Linked DNA regions of Zea mays: regions 2 and 3 are each linked to region 1. A link is a contact called in public Hi-C data. All regions are on one chromosome and are shown on one strand. The core of a region is the stretch at or near the end of the contact, and the rest is flanking DNA. Distances in the headings are between cores, read along the strand shown. Region 1 holds the start of LOC100277465. Region 2 holds the start of LOC100273536 (putative protein kinase superfamily protein). Region 3 has its middle 59 kb from the start of LOC100273536.

Region 1 (4,892 bases), core at 661-3,160:
TCCGAAGAGTCATTAAACAAAGCATCAAGAGCGGCAGCACACAAACCGCTGGGTTGCACATGATCACGAACACGCATCACGGGAAACGATTCATTTTCATACATATTTTACTGCCTGCACACTGAACCATCGTCGACATGAAGGTGTTTACCAGCTGCCCGTCCAGAAGGGGCATAATTTATATCAGTTCTATTCTATGTGTGTAAGAAAGAAGTGGCCCAGAGCAACATACGTCAAAATTACTACACGATACATCTGGTAGTATCCCCTTTTGGTCTGCAGGAGATTTCAAAGAACATGTGTGTACACATCGCATTTCATAGAACGACTGTTCACGTGTTTTTGAGCCCAAGGTAGCACTAATCATAAAGCACAGTTGCTCTCAGAGATACAGGTGCATCTTATTCTCTTGTAGTATCACAATTACAGATTGAATAACTGGATCACAATAAAGAGAGCTCACAAGTTGGGTAACTGAGATATAGCACTAGACCACACACTTGGTTACCCATTGCCGGTTATGCCATGTCAGACAATCCACACGAGAAAAATACTGATTTCGACTCAACTGTGCAGGCCCGCCTGACACAACCAGATGCTCTAAGCAAGGGTGTAGTATTCCCTCTCGTGCTGGTCAAAGTCGAGAGCAGCAAGGACATAGATCGCGTAGATGATTCTGGTGACATAACCAAGGATTGTGAGCAGCAGCCAGATGCAGAACTCTATCTGTTAAGAAGATAGAGTTCTCTTGCACCAACCTCAAATACGTGCTTCTGATTGTGTTAAGCGTGTGATTCACACAAACATGTGAAGAGATTATACCTGAACCAGATTATCTTATAGTGCCATGTAATTGCCTTGTGTGTCCCACAAAATTGAGATGTCCATGGGAGAAAAGTAGAATAAGAGGTGCTACTGTAGCATTATGGTACCACTGTTTGATGTTTTGAAAATTTGTAAGTCAACTCTCCTGAGTCTGGAACGATTTAACTTGTGTGCTTTGGACTGATGGCCAAAGTATGCATATGCTGTGTTTGCTGAATTTTTGCCCCCAAGCCCCAATTGGACCATTGCGACCACATTAGAAGGCAGTACATGTATTCAACAGAACATGTGAAGAATGAGTATTGTTTGCATAAATTCGATAGCCATGCCTAGACTTGCTATGCATTGCCACTGTATTTGGCATGCCTAGAACTGCTACACAAAACTTGCTATGTATTTTGTCTAAAAATACTATATCCTTGATATGCTTGCTTGATCTATATTTTTTCTGCTCTTCTATTCTTGTGTGGGTTTATCAAGAATGAGGCAATTAGATAAGAATATATGCTTTGTCAATATTGTCTGAGACTTTGTTAATATTAGAAGGCAGTACATGAATTAAACAAAACCATTGTTTTGTTTATTATGATCTGAACAACTCATTTTATATATGGAGCTCGTGGCAATGGCAGCCCCGCAAAAGGATGATGGAACTCATGGCGTTGAGTGGTGGCGTGCTTAGGCTCGTGATCCTCTGCAACGAGGCACTGTTTCCCACGAGCGTTCCCATCACCATTGCAGTCACGCCACACGTCGCTAGGCCTTGAGCGGTTGGAGGCTCGTCAATTTGTCTTTCGTCGCAACGCACGGGTATATACCTAGTCACTATATAACTATTCGATATGACTTGTTTAATTTTTTAATACATATATAGACAAACAATTGTCAGTGGATTGTCGTGCTAGCAACTTTTAAGCCAGATATTAGCTGTAGCGCATTCAACGCACCGCCGATGATAATATTCATATCAGATTAACCCTGCACGGGTCCCGAGCTACTACTAATCATAATAAATGCCGTTTTTATACGGAATACCAGACCAGTTGTCCGAGGGCCTGCTTGCCAAGTTGTCAGTAACTGTGGAGAGCACGAGAAAGTGGGGCATCTACTTTTTTTAGACTACTGCTCTCGGCCTCCTCTCCGCTCCATTTTCGCAATTCCTTCGAGCTCCGCTCCGGTGAAGGGCGCTCCATTTTGGAGATTTCGCAACCTCTGCCTCGTTCTGCCATTTTTTTTTCTTGCCTGCACCAACGTCATCTAACCAGTCATTAGTTGGTGAAATCCTCCACTCCCCTGCAGACCACGTCAGCCTTCACCTTGCCGTCTCCGTTACGCGCCGCGAGCCCGCGAGCGTTTGGGGAGTTTTGGAGCGGAGGAGGCAAGGGAGGACGGACAGGGAAGTTTGGTTGTGGAAATGGATGTGGTGGAATCCTCGCCGTCGTCGTCGCCGATATCGTCTCCGGCCGGGTCTTCGGAGTCCATAGACCTCAACTTCCTGCCGTTCCTCAAGAGGGAGCCCAAGTCGGAGCCCGCGTCACCAGAGCTCGGGCCCCTGCCGCTGCCTGCGCCCCCAACCCAGACGCCCCAGCAGCAGCATGCAGCGGCTCCGGCTCCTGAGGCCACGGCGCCTCTGTCGCCAGCGACTCCTGACCTCTCGTCCGCTCCGGTGATGGCGCCGCTGCAGTCGCTGCCGCCTAACCTGGACGAGGACGCGCTCCTTCGGGAGTACTACCGCCTCGCGGGCCTCTACCTCTCGTCTGCGAGGTCCGGGGCGATCATCCCAGCGCTAGCTCCGGAGGCGGCCGCACCGGCGGTGGTGCAGTCGGGGTCCGGGTCTGTCGTGAAGAAGCGCCGGCCGCGTTCGTCGGACCTCGTGCGGGTCTCCTCGCTCGGCGTGCAGGACCAGATCTACTTCCGCGACCTCGTGCGCAGGGCGCGCATCACTTTCGAATGCCTCCGCGGGCTTCTACTCAGGGACGACGAGCGCGCCGAGTCCCTCGGCCTTGCGGCCGTCGCCGGGTTCGGCGTTGCCAGGGACCGGCGCCGCGTCCGCGCGGACCTGCGTGCCGCAGCGCTCATGGGGGACCACGACCTCTGGCTCAATCGCGACCGCCGCATCGTCGGGCCGATGCCCGGGATCTCGGTGGGTGACGCTTTCTTCTTCCGCATGGAGCTTTGCGTGCTTGGACTCCATGGCCAGGTGCAGGCCGGAATTGATTATGTCAGTGCAGGGAGGTCTGCATCTGGGGAGCCTATAGCCACATCTATAATTGTATCTGGTGGGTATGAGGATGATGATGATCACGGCGATGTACTTGTGTACACTGGGCATGGCGGCCGTGATCCCAACCTCCACAAGCATTGCGTCGATCAGAAGCTGGAGGGCGGCAATCTTGCCCTCGAGCGCAGCATGGCTTATGGTATTGAGATTCGTGTAATCCGTGCTGTCAAGTCAAGACGAAGCCCTGTTGGTAAGGTTTACTTCTACGATGGCCTCTACAAGGTTGTTGACTACTGGCTCGACCGTGGGAAATCTGGGTTTGGTGTTTATAAGTATAGACTGCTGCGGATTGAGGGCCAAGAACCCATGGGTAGTGTGAATTATCGAGTAGCTGAACAGCTTAAGGTGGATGTGTTTGCTATAAGGCCAACAGGGTATTTGAGCTTTGATATCTCCATGGGCCGTGATACCTTGTCAGTTGCACTCTTCAATGATGTTGATGATGATCAGGACCCACTCTTATTCGAATATCTGGCACGTCCAATATTTCCTACCTCTGCTGTCCAGGGGAAGTTTGCTGAAGGTGGTGGTGGTGGTTGTGATTGTGCTGAGATTTGCTCAATTGGATGTAACTGTGCAGGGAGGAATGGTGGCGAGTTTGCATATGATAGGACTGGAACCCTGCTACGAGGCAAGCCACTGGTATATGAGTGTGGGCCATACTGCAGATGCCCACCTAGTTGCCCCAACAGGGTTAGTCAGAAGGGGCTTCAACATAGGCTTGAGGTATTCCGGTCAAGGGAGACTGGGTGGGGAGTTCGGTCTTTGGATCTCATTAAGGCTGGCACATTCATTTGTGAGTTCAGCGGGATTATCCTTACTCACCAGCAGTCAGAGGTTGTGGCAGCAAACGGCGATTGCTTGGTGCGTCCAAGTAGGTTTCCTCCAAGGTGGTTGGATTGGGGTGATATATCTGATGTCTACCCTGATTATGTGGCGCCAGACCATCCTTCTATTCCTGAGTTAAAATTTGCAATTGATGTGTCAAGGGCAAGGAATGTGGCATGCTATTTCAGCCACAGTTGCAGTCCAAACGTGTTTGTCCAGTTTGTGCTGTTTGATCATTACAATGTGTCTTACCCCCACCTCATGATCTTTGCCATGGAAAACATTCCACCGTTGAGGGAGCTAAGCATTGACTATGGGATGGTTGACGAATGGATTGGACAGTTAACTATGTAGCTGGAGTATCTATTTAGAAGGCAGTAATCTCCTTCTTTTACCTTTATTTTTGAAGTTTTCATTATGCTTCACTTTGGGATCATCAAGCCAACTGCTGGCTAAAATTCCTCAGCTGGTAATTGTCCTTATTCTTCATATGCTATTTTTTGGGTACTTCATAGGACTTTCTTGGCAGTAGGTGCTCATAATTTTCCTTAAAGGTTGCTTTGTGTATGTCACTGAGTTTCATGTGTACTTTAAATTTTATATTTTGCTATACTGTATACTTCTGCGCAGATCTAGACTAATTATACTATCTAGCTATCCTCCTAATTTCTCTACCTCATTGCTGATTCAGTGCTTTGGTTAAATAAATCTATACTGTAGTTGCAGAAGAGGTTGTATGTCACCCATTTGGTAAACCGTATAGTGCACATGATCCTCAGCTGTGGCCCATGGCCCTTACTAGTTATGTCTATACACTGCATCCTAGGAAAATCTAAATAGTCACTTTATTCTTTTTCCAGTAAGGAAGATGATGATTTTATTGCATAACCATTAGGTGACCATCTCTAGTCCATTTCCATGTTGGTCAACATCTCTGTTTTGTGGTGAATAGGACAGC
Region 2 (4,892 bases), core at 798-3,297, 380 kb before region 1:
GTATAAACAGAAGTGTATATGTGATATGAGAAACACTATAATGAGATCTTTGCCTCGGAAGACTGATGTTCAAGCATTTTATATTAAAAAAAACAATATGATGGTTTCTTTGTATATGCTATCTACACATTTGACTAAGACATATCCCTGTATTCGCCAGTATCAGAATTACACTAAGAAACACTGATGGTTGACTTATATATCAAGTTTGTAGCCAGTCCCGGAAATCATATCAGAAATTCTTCATCTGCCTTATCTGTACATGTGAATCCAGTAATAATCTGATTCACATTAAAGAACATGAAAACTTTCTGTGAATGGCCAGAAAACTGCTCTGAGCTGTTCTTCAGAATGAATACGACTGAAGTTTCCTAACTCCCATGGACGTCAAGAGAGAACAAAAGGTTGGTCCCTACATAACCTTCAACTGGCCCAGTCATACCAGAATTCACAGGACCAAACAAAGAAAAGCATTGAAAGCAAGCATCGTACGGTCTATCTTATTGCTCTGAGCTTTGGCCTGTTCCTTGTCATGGCCATCTTCCTCGTCATCAAAGTGGCAGTTACAACATAACCATTGCCTCATATCGCAGTCAATCACCCGTCGCCACTTCGGTACATGCAACAAAAACACAACAATTAGAGATAAATGGAAAGTTCAGAAAGAAGGCATTCCTCATACACAAGCAGCATGACTACATGCAATCAATCAGTCAATGGAGCTGTTTGTTTGGGCTTTTTTTAGTTTATGTCCACCAAAAGCTGTTGCGGACTGCCAAACGCCCCAACTTTTCAGCCCACTTCTATAAGAATCGTTAAAAACCGTTCAAAATCAAAATGAACACAGAATCGGTCGAGTAGTAACGATAGTAGGAATCCATCGTTTTCTAGATCCTGAACCCTTTGATCCATTTCATATTTCTCCGCATGTAGGGCCTGTTTGGTTCGCTACCTAACTTGCCACACTTTGCCTAACTTTTCTGCCTAAGGTTAGTTCTTCAATTCGAACGACTAACCTTAGGCAAAGTGTGGCGCAGTTAGACACGAACCAAACAGGCCCGTAATCCCCACGATACTCAGATTCTTCCCACAGCCAGATTCTCTCCACGGCTAGATTCTCAGAAAATATGGTCAGAAAAAAACTGAACCAAACAGGCCCAATAGGTGCCGGCGTACAACTCGTCTGTATTCATCACAAAAATTTAGTACAATCCGTCCATACTCATCAAACAAATTTAGTAAGGCAGTTAGCATGAATGTTTGACCTATTTAATGTGCGAGCTAACAAATTTATTCACATATTAGTAGGCTGATAGCTGTAAGTCTGAGAATAACTTAGCAGGTACCATTTTATTTCTCTTTCCAGAGGGTTTGGAGTTATACATTTCAGATAGCATTCACTATTCAGGTGAGTGAACAAGTGATTGCAGCAATGAGGGTCGCTTTCAGCCAGCCTTTTCAACAAGGGCGTGGAGACCAGTACATCTTGGAACCGTAAGGAGATCCCAAGAAGAAAAAAAAGACGTATAAGATCAAGTTCTTCCGCTATTACCAGGGGCGACCTTTGGTGTTTCCACCAATCCCAAGAGAAAGTTAATAATTTACATGCTGCTACCAGTACAGGTCCACCACACATCAAGCAAGCAAGCAGTCCATGTACCTCGAAGGGGATTGGATTGGAGGACCGTTCACGCATCCGCACCACGAAAGGAAGATTTGGATTCGAGGGCACACAAGCATAGAAATAGATAATCTCTCCAACTGAACTGATCTCAACTCGAAAAAGGAAGCAGTCAATCCGAGGAAGAAAATAGTTAGGGCTTCCTTACCAGCGACCGACGAAACGAGTCGAGGTGCCGTCGGGACCGATGAACGGAGGGATCCTCGCTTAGCGCCGGCACCTACGGAAGCGGAGGTTGAGCAGAAGGTGGAGACGCTGCGGTGCGTGCTTCAGTAGTAAACTGAAGCCTCGGCGAGCCCCCGTGCAGGGCGTGTGTATCGGCGGAAGAAGAGGGGAGAATGGTGCGACCTGTGGGACCACAGCTAGGGATGAAAATGGATGTAAAAAATCTCGTTCCTATCAGCTCCGTTTTCTATACATCGTTCGTCTGTTTTCGGATTTTTGGAAAATATAGATACGAAACAGGTTACGAGTTGAGAGTCTGCGGGAACAAAACAAAAATGAGAAATACTATTTTCCGTTCTGATTGTTGAGATCCTATATTTCATCTGGATATTTCCAAATTTAACGTGAAGATTAAGTCCCACAGCCACAAGGTGTACATTGTAAAGCCGTCACCACTCACCGTTAGGCCCAATGCGACAAGCCTAATAGGCTAAGGAACGGTACACACGTGAAACCCTAAGCCCACTCCCATGTTTGCCAGTTCGGCACGTGGACGCTGTGACGTGGCTCAACATAAGACACCTCCAGGCACCGTCACGCCAACGACCGACTCCGCGACTCACCAACTCACCATTGTCGAGACACGTCGAGCACGGACACGGGACTCCCACTCACCTTCGCTCGCGGCCGCTGTCACACACTTGTGCCATCTCGGCAGCTAGGCCACGCTAGACGTCGGGCCAGCAGTGCAGCACGCAGCACGCAGCACGGCACCGGAACCAGCTCACCATCGACCTTCGCCTTCAGGTAACGACCTCCTCCACACCTCTAGTCCTCCAGTCCATCGAAGAATTAGTAATCACGCGGTCTAGTCGTGGATCAACCTCACACCTTGCTTGCTTCAATTGCTTGCAAGTTCTAACAGCAGCAGACATTTACTTGTTTCAATTGCTTGCTGCTTGGTGCAATGACGCTTGCTGCTTGGCGCAATGATGCTTGTTGGTTGTTGCATCCTACATGCATACATGTTTGCTTCTAAAATTCAGGCATTTGCTTGTTTCAATTTCGTAGCGCTTGCTGCTTCTAAATTTCAAGTATCTGCTCCCAATTCATGGCTGAAGATGACAAACCGTGAAGAAATCTTGCAAATGCCCGATGTCATGGTGAATTGGTGTTTGAATCATTTGCAAATGCTAGATGTCATGAAGACCTTGAAGAACTTTTATTATGTATGTATGTGTGTCAATGTGTGAGTGTGACATGTTTAATGTCTATGTGGACATGTGGTCATATAATCACGTGGACTTATTTTCTCGTTGTTTAGTGGACTGTTGAATTTGAATTTGGACTACGACTACGACACCTTGTGATTATTTGTTTCCAGGTAATTTTTTCGTTGAGGTAATTTCCGTTCGTTTTTCGGTTAATTTTCGACTGTATTGGTTCGTTTCCGTAAACCCGTGTAACTCAGACTCGTTTCCATCCGTGGTTGTTCCGCTCCTGCACCCATTTTCGACAATGAACTGCATGAGCGAAACGGGAGAAGGGTTTTTCCATCCGTTTTCATCGCTAACCACAACGACATTTTTCTTTTCTTCTTCTTTGATTGGATGTGTTAGCTGTAACAAGCTTAGATTAGCCCACATCATTAATATAGCATCCCAACCATGGTTAGGGTTAAAAGTTTCACCCTACAACATGGTATCAGGGCACTGTTTCTGCCTTCTTCCTCTCTCCCTCTCTAAGCTCTAAGCGTCGCCTGCTCCATGGCTAGCGAGCCTCCCATGGCTACGCCAGGCTCCCCCATCCCCCTTTGATGCGACCACCTGGTGAAACCCTTGTCGTGGTTCCCATCTCCCTCGGCGTGTGCCTCCCCTACCCAACCACGTCGACGGTCGGCAAGCGATGCCCCCACTCCACTATCGCGGTTACCCTCTCGCCAGACGTGCAACTCCCTTGCCCAGTCACGTCGGTGGTCGACGCCCCATGCGCCAACTCCCCTGTCGTGCGGATGGTCATGCTCCACTCTCCGGCGGCCGGTGACCCGAGCTACACCTCCCCTGCCTCTATGTCACTCAGCAACGCTCTCACATTGTCAGGTCCTTCCTCCACCGCCTCAAGTCCCCTCTTCTCCCATGGCTGCCACCAGCTTCCTCTTTCTAACTGCTACTGCTCTCTCTCTCTCTCTCTCTCTCTCTCTCTCTCTCTCTCTCTCGTCCATAGAGCATGCCTCCCTCTGCGTCATCGTTCTTCACAGGCCACTGTGTCGCCCCAACACTTGTGCTCTTCTCTTCCCACCTCCCCCTTGATGGTCTCATGCAGCGACGGCGGCCTCGATGCCCATCGTAGTTGCCTCCGCGCCCCAGCATCGTGTGCCCCCAACCATCCACTCTATGAGCATATAGGCCCTAATTTATGTTTTGGTAATTAATGGCAACATGTGTGGACTAACAAATTCTTTAAGGTAACAAGAATGTATGTTGGTCCATGAAAATATGAACTACATCAATGTTGGGGCCTTTCTCGGCCTAAGGTCCTCAAAGCATTGATTTCTCAATAGTTTATAAGTCTGTTTTAGGTGTAACAGAGCGGTCGACAAAGGTCACCTTCGTTTGGAAACAATGTGCAACTAACACACAAACACAAAGACGAACAACGACCTTCAGCTCCATAGTGTGAATGTGTCAACAAAGATAGAAGAAGAAATCCTCAAGGCTTGCTCAAGACGGCTACAAAGGAAATGGTGATAATACCCTTAGTTGATTTTATAGTTCATGTGTATAGGACTGAGGACATGGTTGTAATTTTTACGAAGTTCTATTTCGCCACTATAAATAGAGGTACATTACCACACAAACGAGTACGTGTTCCAGGAGGGAGAAAATCGAATTGTTGCACCTATAAAGCTCGTATTTGCTCCTTTTCACCTTCATGTTGTTTTCTAAGGCCGAAGGTACAATTGTAATCATTATTAATAAGAGGATGAAGAAGAATAGCACTCTCAATATGAGTATTTTAGAACATTTTGTGTTATAATTTCTTCATC
Region 3 (4,892 bases), core at 1,441-3,940, 320 kb before region 1:
ACACTATTCACTTTTGCGTCGACCGTTGCCCGCAGGTGACAATTGCTCTATTGGCTCACCAGACACTGTCCGGTGAATTATAGCGGAGAGGTTCCCTGAGAAACCCAAGAGTGGCCAGTTTGGGAGGTGCTCGGCCTGGGCACCGGATAGTGTCCGGTGCGCCACTAGCAGCACCATTGCTAGTCTTTGCTCCAAACTTGGTTGAGTCCCCAACTTAATTTCTTTCTTGGTTTATGTTGATCCTTATGCACCTGAGATAAAAGACATCTGGGCAAACTAGTTGGTCCACGTGGTTTGTGATGGACGTCAAATACCAAAATCGATTATAGGAAATGTTTTAAGCCCATTTCCCTTTCAGGAATAATGTGCATGAACTCACCAAAGGTGGGAGCTCATGTGAAGTGTAAGGCTGATCAATAAATAATGGTTAAAGCTAAGCATTGCTTTTAATAAGTTGGTCAAGTTTTATTAGCAGTTACTAAATGTAAGTAAATACCAAACCAGGGTAATAATAGATCAAATTAATAATAAACCATAATACGATGCAAATGACAAATTGAATTTAATTCCATAAGTTACTCATGTGAGGGTCCGAGCCACTCATGACCGTGAGCATGACTGATATACCAATTTTACATTCTGCAGAGGTTGCTCATCTTTACCCACAAGTCATGTTACCCAACTGCCAAGGGGTCATGAATTCCATATACCTCTACCAAGGAAGCGAGGCACGATAACACTACGAGGCCTTTACAAAGTTCCACTAACTTTAGAAAACCCGCTACAGTTATAGGAAGCCCCAATGCAGGAATCCCTCATCTGACCGCCATCGCAGCAAAATCAACCCGAGAACCTCCCTACACCGACCACTCCCCTACTGCCCTTGCCACTTTCGGGTAAGGTAGTCATTCACTAGCTTTCCTAATTAGTCAGCCAAGGGCATCCCATACCACCCTTGTGGTAGCACTGTTTTCCTGGGTGGTCGCTCCATGTTCCAATTAACACAATGATCTTATCATGAGCAGTAAATAACATACTGATAATAAAAGCATGATCATGAATAATGTGTATCTCAATAACCAAAACCACATAAAGCAATAGCAGGTACTATCCAAAAGTTCAGTGGTAAACAAGGTATAAGGATAGCCAGACTAGGGTAACCTATTGGGTCCCATCAAAATTAACCTATGCAGATCATAATGACTAATAAGAACATTATTAGGTAAATAGAAGTGATCAAGGGCACAACTTGCTTCAACGAGCTCCTGCTCAACACTCTCCACCTGCTGAACACCTAGATCCTCTATGGCTTGCTCACCTACTCGCAACAATACAAACAATCATAGTATAGCAGAAATTAACATCACATCAAACAATAAAACAAAATGCATGATAATATTCTACGCATCGTAACGAGATCGTAGGAACAAGAATCACTAAAATCGAAGTTACGGTTATCGAGTTACGATTTTCCGAAGTTATTAAGTGCTTGGTATGAGATAAATTAAGTAGATAATTTTAATCTATGTTTCATGACTAAACAAAGTTACTAAGTGATAAACAATATTAATACAAAATTAATGCCACTGGAATAGATCAAAAAGAAATTAAAATGGAATTTCTATGAATTAAACAAGTTCTAGGGTTATTTTTACACTAGAAATAAATTTCTGTGCTAATTATGATTAACTTTAATATTTATGGACCGCAGACATAATTATCCGAGAACACAGGGGCTAACTCATAATTTTCTAGACCTAACTTCAATTATTTCTTCCCTGTCGTGGACAGCGGGTTAGTTTTCCTAAAGGCCAGGGGCTCTTAAGCAAATATCCATCGCAAAGGGGTATCTTGAAGTATCGGCCGCCCGATCTAAGCCGACGGATTAGATTTAAAACGTTGGGATCGCCACGCGGCCATCCATTTACGATCTAACGGTCGACATTACATCCAAGCGAAGGGGTACGCTGAACACAATCTGGATCGCCTGATCACGATCCAACCATCCAGACTCGATTTCGGAGTGAACTAATTGTAGCCGTCTAATGCCGATCCAACGGACCGAGCACGTCTCCTTCCTCGAGACCTGCCACGACCGGGGTAGCAGCGACGCACACAATACTCCGGCGGACCGGCCCGTAGCGTCCCCGCCCGTGGGCTTGCCCGTCACTACGCTACCCGCGGTGGAAGGGATGGGGATCATATGGGCATCTTACCGGACTATGTAGCCAAGACTCCAACGCCGCGCGAAGCTGGTTTCATGAGATCAGCGAGCTCCTCGGGACGCGGTGGTTGACGACGTTGGTCACCGATGTGCTCCAAGGATTGGCTGGTGAAGTCCAGTAGCCCGCGCCAGAGCACCACGGTTCCAGCACCCTCCCCTTTCTCCCTCGGCGCAACCCCGACTGTTCACGGAAGCTCTCTCTCTCCCTCATGATTCTTATGGCGGACAGGGAGGATGGCCACTGGTCGCACAGTTCACGGCGCATGAACTCCCCGGGTCTTATAGAGATTGCCCAAGTCAATTCCTTTTCTAGAAGAATCGCTGTGTTGGTTCGGTCAGCGAGGTTCTCGCGCGGCAGGTGCGGGGGTATTGGGGTCACCCGCAGCCGCGGCCGAGAAGATGACCAGGCCTCTTGGTGATAGGCCGATGGGCCCCGCAAATCAGTGGTACGAGCGCGCGAGGGCGTGCGTGACAAGGCGGTCCCGCATGTCGGCGCTATTTTTTCCCTCCCGGACTAGTCTGGGCCGAAGGATGGAGCTGGGCCGCGCGGTTAGTTTGGTGGGCTGGTTAAGGTGAAGTCGGCCCAAGCACGATTTCTCTTTTTTCTTTTTGTTTTATTTGAATTTCCTTTATCAATTTCAAATCTAGAATTTGAATTTCAAATTTGATTTGCAGATTGCTCATAGATTATATTGCATAATTAAAAGTACCAATTTTGGAGATATATTTATATATTTTTCTTTATATTTTATACTCTTTTTCCTTTTCCTTTCTCTCCTTTTCCCATTTAAACCCTAATTTCAATTTAGGTTTTAATTCAATTTCCTCATTGTTATTTTTTTATTAATAGTGTTGTTATTGTTATTAAATGCACAAACAAATAAACTCCAACATGATGCATGGATTATTTATGTTTTATTAAATGATTATTCACTTTAAATATGTCCCTTAATAATTCTCATGAGTAAAAAGCAAAAAACATAAAGGCTTATCCTACTCCTTTATATTCCAAAAGTTGGGTATTACACTGCGCCACTGGATCGGGAACAGGGAGTGGCCACCGAAATCTTGAATGGATCCTTCCAAACTGGGGGAGCACCAAACCGGGTCCATGCACCACCGGACCGCCACGTGTCGCCTCCTCATGAAGTAGTCGTTGGACACCAGAGCTAGCTATTACCACATAGTCTGGTGCACCACTAGACCGTGTATGGTACCGACCTAGTTATTTTTATAGATAAAATCATGAGAGTCGACCGTTCACGTATGGAGGCAGTCCGGTGAATGGCATACTAGCACAATAAGTCCTTTTCTTTGCAAATTGAATCCATTTTATTTGGACTTTCTGCAAGCTTTCCTACCACTTAGACAAAAATTGTTAGCACATAATTAATCTAACTAAGTGTAGGAAACTCACCTTTTACTTAATCTTTCACCAGGATTTGCAACTTACATAAAAAATCCCAAAATGCACTTTTCTTTTTAGAAGGCGTTAGAGACCAAATACAAATGCTAGAAACATTGTAATAGTCCTATGCAACATGTCAAAAGGTGCAAACCTCATAGATTTACCATTCAAAGTTGTATTTCTAGCCCCTATTTTAGCTCTTTTCGACTTGAAACCTTCAAATTACACAATAGTGAACCTACTGTCATACACTTAGCACATGAGTTAGTCCATGATGGTGTGTTGGACAATTAATCACGAAAACAAGTAGAAATGGCTATCGCATTTCCCTTTTAGTGACTAGGTGATCGTTGAACTAGTCGTTGCCGACTGTTGGACGAGGTCCGATGCATCAGACCCAAGGTTCGGTGCACTAGCTGGCCGAGTGCCCGGAAAGTGCTCTCTAGCAAACTGGTCCAGTGCACCACCGGACTGGTCCAGTGCACCAGAAGCAGCCCACTTCATTTTCTTCAAGTTTTCTTTGCTTGGGCTCTTCTAGTCTTGTGTCTTGGTCATATGCTTGATACTTGAAGGTCTTCTATGAATCTTCTAGTGTCTTCATTTGAGGTGTTTCTTCCTCAGTGCCTTAGTCCAAGTCACTTTTGCATCCTATGGACTACAACCATAGACACTTGCAAACACATTAGTCCACAAGTTATTTTGATCATTTAACACTAAAATCACTTAGTCAAATGGGCTGAGGGTCTATTTTCCTTATAGTGTGGTTATGCCATCAATCGATATGCCGAAGTTGGGCCTTCCAACAAATTTGATGTGCGAGCACCCAACTTTCTCAAGAACCGAAGTTGTGCCTTATGATCCAATCATCTCGCAGTAGTCACCTTAGGTGCTCATTACCTCTTCAAAGGCATATACTGAAAGGGAAATGTGCCCTTGGGCCATTTCTAAGTATTTTGGTGATTGAATGCAAACACAAGTGCTTAAATGTGAATTTATGCCCATGGATGGACAAAGTGCAAATCACAAGTAAAGGTATGTTTCTAAGCCTTAGTACATTGGTTTTGTGTACTAATATACTTATCTAAGTGTTAGAAACAGAAAGAAGAAGAAAAGAAAAGAAGTGAGAAAGGCTTGGCTGTGTACAGCCAAGACTCAGTTCGGTCTAGAGCACCGGACTGTCCGGTGGTGCACCGGACAGTGTCCGGTGCGCCAGACTGTCTCGGCCGAACTGGCTGCTCTCGGGAATTCGCCGACGGCGTA

What was found. A called contact is a pair of places that touch in the nucleus more often than the background predicts.
Region 2: a Hi-C map of ear shows a contact between it and region 1, with 5 times the contacts expected there. The contact joins the promoter of LOC100273536 here to the promoter of LOC100277465 in region 1. A contact is called at or near these places in 6 of 25 Hi-C or Micro-C datasets (ear, endosperm, leaf and 1 more).
Region 3: a Hi-C map of ear shows a contact between it and region 1, with 3 times the contacts expected there. The contact joins the enhancer-like site here to the promoter of LOC100277465 in region 1. A contact is called at or near these places in 3 of 25 Hi-C or Micro-C datasets (ear and leaf).

The regions. Positions count from the first base shown.
Region 1 is chr7:39,228,280-39,233,171 of Zm-B73-REFERENCE-NAM-5.0, forward strand. LOC100277465 reads left to right here and starts at 1,911. Exons shown (of 2, transcript NM_001361292.1): 1 at 1,911-4,403. The coding sequence starts at 2,240. The coding sequence ends at 4,288.
Region 2 is chr7:38,852,214-38,857,105 of Zm-B73-REFERENCE-NAM-5.0, forward strand. LOC100273536 (putative protein kinase superfamily protein) reads right to left here and starts at 2,048. Exons shown (of 8, transcript NM_001147954.1): 1 at 1,830-2,048; 2 at 493-610. The coding sequence starts at 586.
Region 3 is chr7:38,911,066-38,915,957 of Zm-B73-REFERENCE-NAM-5.0, forward strand. No RefSeq gene overlaps it. Among protein-coding and RNA genes, the nearest start is that of LOC100273536, 59 kb to the left of the region's middle. Within about 2 kb of position 2,691, at least 17 of the 20 cell types and tissues checked have an H3K27ac peak or open chromatin away from gene starts, as enhancers often do. A contact at or near this core is called in ear and leaf, where this site is marked.